Linked DNA regions of Cricetulus griseus: region 2 is linked to region 1. Evidence: chromatin contacts called from public Hi-C data. All regions are on one chromosome and are shown on one strand. The core of a region is the stretch at or near the end of the contact, and the rest is flanking DNA. Distances in the headings are between cores, read along the strand shown. Region 1 holds the start of Lifr (leukemia inhibitory factor receptor). Region 2 overlaps Egflam (pikachurin).

Region 1 (4,145 bases), core at 1,355-3,854:
CCATATAACCTACACTTTCACTTCTAAGTAGGTGATTTACCTCTGTTTTATTATTTATTTGACAGACATTTATGGAGATGTACCAGGCTCTTTGTAGTATACAATTTAAGTAGCAAATGAACATCATCAAATTTCATGAAAATGCAAATAGTAGATATTATATGGAGTGGTATTTGGAAAGAAAACTGGTTCCTGAAAAGGTATATAAAAATGGGGTCCATCCATGGCACTTACAATATAAGGTGTAATTCTTTAAGAATTCATACTGGCTAATTTACATCTTTATACAATACATAAAAGGAATTTACTCTGGCCATCACCGATTGCAGAATCTTATCAAATGCTCCCAGATGAGTTATGGATTGGTCATATCCAATATTGCTAGCATATTTTAAAGCAAATATTACCTACTATTTTATATAAATGTAATATAATGTAAGTTAAAACCTGTGATTTCTCACAGAGAAGTGTGCATACTGCAACTCTTCCAAGCATTCCTCAGTGTAATCCAGGTATTATGGTATTCCTAACAAGCTGTGATAAATGCCCAAGTTCTTACCTGTGAAATGGACACACAAGGCAGGTTTTCTATGATGCACAAGCTTGTGGGTAGATTTTCTTGGCCCCTATACAAGAAAACTTTGGCAACATGTTTGTGTGATCATGTGTTTTTGTACACTTTGTAAAAGTAAGATAGTTTAACCACTGTGGGCTGAGACAGAGGTCCCTTTCCAGCTGGATGTCCACTTAGTTCCACCGGGTGCTGAGGGCTGCTGGAGCAGGTTGGACACACTGATTTGTTTTGTTTTGTTTTCTGGTTTAAGAGGACCACCCAAACTGCATAAATTTCAGGCCCCACAAAAACCTGCATCTGCTCCTACATGTGGGAACAGAACCCAGTTCACAGGTGTGCTGTAAGGATTAAATAGTGAATGCATGTGGAGAAAACAAGGCCACAGGGGTCAGCATTTTGTGTGAGGGGAAAATCATGATGCTGTCATGTTGTCTGGGGTTTAAATTTTTCCCATGGAAAAGGATTCCACAGTCTTGGGCAACAAGGATGTGCCATGATTTTCTTAGGCTCTAGATATCTTTTTGAGTCTCTTTAGCTATTACAAATTTAAACATTGTATTTTGTGGACCTTTAAGTACGAAGACAGAAATATTAATGTATATTAGAACACTTAAATCTATTTTCTCTTCTGACTTCAAAACAAATGAAAATACGTTTGTTGGCTCCTAGTTCTGTGAGCCATAGGTGCTGTGTCTAATGGAAAAGACAGGATTTGCCAATAGGAGTAAAAAGTTTCTCAAGCTGTGGAAAAGAAGGAGGATAAAGAAAAAGCAATTATGTTACAGCTTAAATGGGGAGGGGGAAGCACCCAGACTAGAAACAGCCATATGGACAGCAGGAGGCAGTGTTCCAAATAGGCAATTTAATGGAGGTGGCCACTCAGACACGCTTAGTAATCTTTTAAATTTTTTTGGAAGATAATATTGTTTAAGGAACTTATTTTTCACACAGTGTATTTTCAGGTGTTTTGTTGCCCGCTTTAGAGTTAAATTATTAACAGGGAATCTTTTTTAGAAAATAAGTTCATCCTGCCAATTTACAAATTGCTCTAGATTCTAGAGTCTAGAATTTCAGGCAAAGGTCTCTCACAAACTCTTTGGCCTTGGTGCATCAGATAAGTCACAGATCAAAACAAACTCCCTGTGAAAGGTGTGTCTGCAGAGTCTTGTGACTGCGTGCCAGTGGCTCTGTCTGGCACATTTCTGAACTTCGCAAAATTAATTGTGCTAAAGAGAACACCATCAAACGCGTCCGGCACAGAGGGTAAACATCTTCAAACCATGATTCTGCGCTATAAAACACTCTCCTACTAATTTCATTTGGTGCATTACTCTGAAGGAACACCGAGGCCAAGTGAAACTGCGGAAATAGGAACAATGCAGGGAGGAAAAAATCTCACCCCATTAAGGGATCCGTTTCTTCTCTGCACAAATAAGCCCACCACGCCTCGGAGGCACGACTAGATGGCTCCAGGATGTTCTCAGAATGCCCGCGCGGGCCCCTCATGAGCTGAGAGATCCATGCGCCAAGAAGGAAGGGGACCTGAGTGACAGCACCTTGGCCCTCGGGACAGTTTAGGTAACTCACAAAATCGAAAAAAATCTTAGCCAACCGAGGTGCCTTGGGCAGTCATTGGCGTCCGTGTGCATTTTTGGGGTGACCCCGGTTTCCTTCTCCATGCAAGGTTTGCAAAGAACAGTGACAGAGGTATGGGTGCCGGGCTGGTTCCCTCAGGGCCGCCTGGGCTCCGCCGGCCTTTCCTGAGGCTTTGCACCGGCAGGGCCGCCGCGCTCTCTCCGAGGCTCGGTGACCTTGCAAGGCTGGCCGCACGACCCGAGTCTCAGCAGAGGCACCACCCTGGGCGTCGAGCCCGCGCGCGACCGAGCGGCTCCGACTCACGCGCGGCCTCGCGGGCCCGCGCCCCGTGCGCGCGGCAGGGCTGGCGCAGGGAGGGGGTACGGGGAACGCGGGGCGGGGCCTAGGCGGGGCCTAGGGGCTGCGCCCCCCGCCAAGCTTCTTGCTGGCGCCGCCCCCGGGCGCGCAGTCCGCGCCGGAGCGTCTCGGCTGTGGCCGCGGCCGTTATCGTCGCCTGGCGCTGCGGTGGCTCTTGGGGTTGGAGAGGGCAGCGGCGGCCCGTCGTCGGTGGCCGCTGGAGTGGGCCTGCTAGGGGACAGGGACGCCGGAACGGTGGCTGTTGTTGGCCGGCTTCTTCGCGATTGCAGTCCCGGGTTGCAGGGTCCGGGCTGCCCCGGGGCGGTGGCCAGCTGGGATGGCAAGATAGCGGCGCGGGAACGGCGGGTGAGTGCGGGGGCGCGGCGCGGCAGCCTGGAGCGCGTGCGGGGGGCGCGTCCCCGGCTCTGGGGCAGCGCTGCTCGGGCTCGCGCCCTCCCTACCAGCTTAGGGTCAATCCTGGTGCCTGCGTGGGCGCGGACTGCACCGAGCCGAACTTGTGCGGAGCGAAGGGCAGTGAGTTCCAAGGCCAGAGGTTACCAGGGGACGGTAAGGACCTTTAATTCCCCATTTGGAGCTGCGACCTGCCAGATGATTTCTTGCCTCTGAACCTCTGTGCCTCAGCAAAGTAGTTCCTCGTCCTTTCTGTTTTTACGGTGCGTTTGACTGACTGACCTGTCTGTGTTTCTAGTTGCTTGTGTCCGATCGCGCTAAACTTATTAAACCACAAGTTAAAGTGTAGGCGAGCAAAGTTAAGGCTTCCTGATTGGTGGCATTAGTGATGTGTTCTCTAAAAGCACAAAGCTGGGATGGTGAATTCAGACACGTAGAAAACTGCTCAGAATGTGTTGTGAACTTACAGGAGAGCTTGAGTAATGTGATTCTGTCCCCGGTCTTCAGCTGCCAAAACACCAGTCTTTCCTTTACACTTGGGTTATCGTTGTATCCATTTTTGTATGTGTGTTTAAAGCAGTCAGAGATTGATAGGACACGTACACCGTTATTGACTGGCATTTATATGGAAATGTGTTCTTTGCATTTAACTTTGTTTTTCCATAAAGTATATATTGTTTTTATTTTTCAGAAAAACTTTCAGTTTAAACTTTGCCATTCAATTTGTTTTCAGTTGCATATTCAACAAAATTGCTTAGAGTCAAGTTGATGTGATCTATTTAGCCTGGGGTGCAAAAGCGGTGCCCAGGCCGGGCAGTGGCGGTGCATGCCTTTAATCCCAACATTTGGGAGGCAAAGGCAGGTGGAGCTCAGTGAGTTTGAGACCAGCTTGGTCTACAAAGCGAGCTCCAGGTCAGGACTGTTACACAGAAAAACCCTGTCTCAGGAAAAATAAATAAATAAAAAAATGGTGCCCACATATTTAAAGCAACCCCCCACCCCCACCTCAATGAAAAACTAAAGCATTTGTTTATTGCAACTGATGCTCTCCCCCTCTTCCCCTTACGCCATTATTTCTACACGGATCCAAAGTCATACTGAACTAGTCATACTGCATCTAGTCATACTAGAAGCAGAGGCTTCTTCTAGTCTAAGCCTGGTTGAGGAAAGCAGAGTTCAGCGCGGCCTGTGCTCCTTGTTTCTTTCTCGGACTTTTCTGTCTTCCATC
Region 2 (3,839 bases), core at 1,208-3,707, 92 kb after region 1:
CAGGCAGATCTGCAAGCTATGGCACAGAACAGCACAAAGCTAACAGCTCTCTTAAGGTCAGGGGTGGGGGTGGGGGTATGTCACCACACTCAGGATGTAGGTGCATCCAATTCCTTCTGCCTCACAAACTGGAACATTGGAAACCCCAGGGGCAAGTCATATTCTTCCAGGCCCTTTGACCAGAAAAGTTTGGAGTGCTTATAATGAATGGGGTTGTTTGGAAGACTAACGCCTTCAAGTTTATTTGCTTTGTTTTGTTCTTGTCTCTATGTTTATTTCATATGCCCCTCTCCACCCCTAGTCTATGGGGAGAATTTTTATCTGTTATGAAAGAGAGTGATGCTGAGAAACTGACATCCAGGGAATAAGCAAACTGCTGTGCTGGCCCATTACCTCTTGAGGATATTTGGATTGTCATAGATCAGGTAACTGCGGCCGATGAACTGAGGGATCTCGATGGCTTCTGTAATAGCTGAGACAGAAGAGAAAATTAAGGTTATGAGGCATGCAGCCCTCTTGACCTCTACACCCTTACACATGTCAGTAACATGGCAGGAAAGCTATCCATGGAATGTGACATTTGACAATTTGTCAGCCCCTTCCTCTTGGCTGTGTATGTACTGGCCTGGCTCACAGCAGCCTGGTCCAGTGGCCTGGCAATGGTTTCTCCCCTTTCTCCCTTCTCTGGGGGCCGGCGGTTGCTGTCACTGGCCTTGGCACTGCTGAGAAGGCTTTGCAATGTGATGAAACTTGAACTGTCCCCAGTGTTTCTTGGAAGCTGGAGGAGAGCCATGTGGAGAGCAGCTGGGGATAATCCCAGAGTTTTGCCAAGGGAGGCAGAGACAGTCATCCCCAAACAAGTCCCAATGGGGTTGTGGGGTTCTTTACTTAGAGCTTATCTACTATCTATGGAACCCCTGTAGCTCTGATGTGGAGAGAGTGGGGAGTGTGGTATATCAGCTCTGACTCTTCAGTCAGACACATGAGGTCTTACAAAGCCCTCACCCGAACTCATGTAGAAACACAGAGTGAGGCAGGCCTAGCTATTCCTATTTCAGGATGGTGAAAATGAGGGTCAGAAAGGGCCCAGAATTAGCCCAAGCTCCTCCAGCTAAGACTGCAGCAGACCCTGAACCAGAGTGGCTGGCCTCATTCTGGCTCCTGCCCATCCCTTACTTCCCAGTACTTTAGAAGTGAATCTCCTTCCTCCCAATTTCTCATCACTTGCTTTCCCCAAGGAATCACCTTTTTTTTTTTTTTTTCACATCAAAAGAACAGGCATGAGGACAGGCATGTGTGCTGTCACAAACTGGATACACAGGCAGAGGGGATTTCTGCTGGAGAAATAACCACACCACCTCCTTCCTCTTTGGAAAGAGACAGGGGAAACAGCTTAAAGAAACCACGGTAGAATGAATCTCACATTCACAAAGCAAAACAAAAGTGTGTAAAATGAAAGAATAACTAGCTGGTGAAATATTTACAGCTTCAAGAAAACACGTGGTTGATACCAAGAAGACGTGACATAACGACTCCACACCCAGGAAAGAAAATGTATCACGTGATGCTATGGACAATGGGGAGAGTTTAAATTTTACTTTTAAACCGAGAGAGAGAGAGAGAGAGAGAGAGAGAGAGAGAGAGAGAGAGAGAGAATGAGAGAGAAAGGTTAGTAGATAGGCAGCCACTGGGACAGGAAAGGGGAGACACATGAACTGGGAAAGCTAAAGAAGTGAAGCAAAAAGGGGAAGAATGATCTCCCAGAGCTGGGAGCAGTGGTGATGGGGTATGGAGGTAGAGTGCAAGGTGAAGGAAGAGGAGGAAGGAGGAGGCAGAAGAGGAGGGGGAGGGAGCTCTTGGTAGAGGAACCAGTCCCTTATTTCAGGAACTGTGTGCTGATAAGGAAGTAGAAGGAGAGTGCCCAAGCTGACTGGCATAGGAGTCTGGCCCTGGCCTAAACATAACCAAGAAGGCCCCAGTGGGCTCCGCTCACTCCAGGGTGAGAGGTACAGCCAGGTCCTGTTGCTGCTGTTGTTGGCCCTGTCTGTTGGCCTGTGTCTGACAGCCATCCTTCTCTTTGGACTTCTTAAAATGGTCCTGGTGTTTTTGTCACAAGTTAGCTCTACGAACAGAGCCTCAGGAGATGCCTGTGTGTAGGAGCTAAGTCCAGCTGCCTGCCAGCTAGAACCCCCCAACTCAGCACTCTCTGACACACAACTAGGAGAAAGCCAGCTTGGGGTCCTCCACTCTGGAAGGCAGATCCATTGAACCTTGGTTGGTGTGTCTGATGCCCCCACCCCATCTCCCTTCTGCCTGCAGTTGGCTGCTCTGAGCTCTTGGCCTGACCCGAGCTGGCAGGCTCTGGCAGAAGCCCAGGTGGTTCGCTCTCTCCCAGGACTTAGTACTGTACTTACTATTGAGGCAGTAGTTCCCACACTCTGCCAGGTGCCAGCATGAAAGAGAAAGGGAGAGTTAGCACTCACAGACATTGTACTCTACATGGCTCACTGGGAACCAGACCAGCCTGCTTCACAAAGCCCTTTTGTGGATCCAGAAGAGAGTGGAGGATGGGTTGCTGCAAGAGCCCCTGGAAGTTTCTTCAGGGCATGACTAGTGTTGTTCCCCCTTGGATTTTATTGCATTTGAGGGTTACTGAGAACTAAGGATAGGATACGTTCATGTTCATCCTAAGCTGCCAAGACTCCACCTTCAACCCACCTTTCTACTATGTCTGGAAAAATGCTTGTGACTATTTTTCAGCATCAGGCTGTGCATAATCAAGGGACAATAAGGCAACCAGTCACACATTCACCCATTGCCCTTTGCAGGATTCTGTAACCAGCCTTCTTGTGATTAACTAAGGGCAGAGTATTCTCCAGAAACCACACCAATAAGGTCCATGACAATGCCCTCAATTTAGTCAGTGCACACAGGCATGCAGGTAAAAAGCCATTCCATTCAAAAACACCAGCTCCAGGCGTGACCATCAAGTCTATTTCCCAACCTTCATGGTTTAAATTTTATTATAAACAAGTTTATATTTAAACCTAACCTTTAGACCTGACCTTTTCTGTGTTCTTTCTTTTGTAGCAATGGCCTGACTCATGTATTAATGAAAATGTCTTGGCATTCCTTCACATCTATGTGCTAAAGCAGGTGCCATCAGGTGGTGTCAGAACTGCCAAAGAAGAACAGCATTCCACATGCAAGTTCCACCCCCAACCCCCACCCGAGAGAATCTCCCACTTGAGAGATTTAGAGTTTTGGGGAAAAAAAGAGTTGAAAAAACAGCTCTTTCTTGCAACACACTCAATTGAAGTTGGACAGAGAGGACCATGAGGATGTCATAGACTCACTATCTCAATATCCAGGAGGCTAGTAGGCAGCACTGCTTCTTGGTACACCTCAGGGCCAGGGAACAATGAGACTGGTCAACTGGTCTACCATCAGGGCAGACTACACGCTTCTGGGGCAGTTTACTTGGTACATAATTCTTTGGTGTATAGGTTGAGAACATCCAATCCCCATAAACTCTAAAGCTTTTTTAATACCAACACCTGGAAAACTGCACACTTGAGGTCATGGCATGGGGTCATACTGAAAAGGTGGGCAAGGTAAAAATGCTGCAGAAAATTGCTTCTCATTTCTACATGAAGGGTATTTATTGGAAACACAAATAACCCTCATATTTAGATTTGGGTCCTTGTCAAGGTATCTCTTTATATGTATGTAAATATTCCAAACTCAAAAAAAAATATACTGTAATTGGAAATGTTTTTGGTCCCAAGAACTCTGGATAAGGTCTATACAACCTAATTTAGAAGCTACAATATATAGAA

What was found. Hi-C and Micro-C count contacts between places; a contact is called where the count stands out from the background.
Region 2: a contact with region 1 is called in a Hi-C map of the CHO-K1 cell line, with 3 times the contacts expected there. The contact joins the enhancer-like site here to the promoter of Lifr in region 1. A contact is called at or near these places in 3 of 8 Hi-C or Micro-C datasets (the CHO-K1 cell line, fibroblasts and liver).

Annotation. Positions count from the first base shown.
Region 1 is chr2:340,866,398-340,870,542 of CriGri-PICRH-1.0, forward strand. It overlaps Lifr (leukemia inhibitory factor receptor), which reads left to right and starts at 2,605. Exons shown (of 20, transcript XM_027401338.2): 1 at 2,605-2,872.
Region 2 is chr2:340,958,159-340,961,997 of CriGri-PICRH-1.0, forward strand. It overlaps Egflam (pikachurin), which reads right to left. Exons shown (of 23, transcript XM_035440594.1): 18 at 2,415-2,438; 19 at 394-472. Among named protein-coding and RNA genes, the nearest start is that of Lifr, 91 kb to the left of the region's middle. Within about 2 kb of position 2,458, at least 2 of the 6 cell types and tissues checked have open chromatin away from gene starts, as enhancers often do.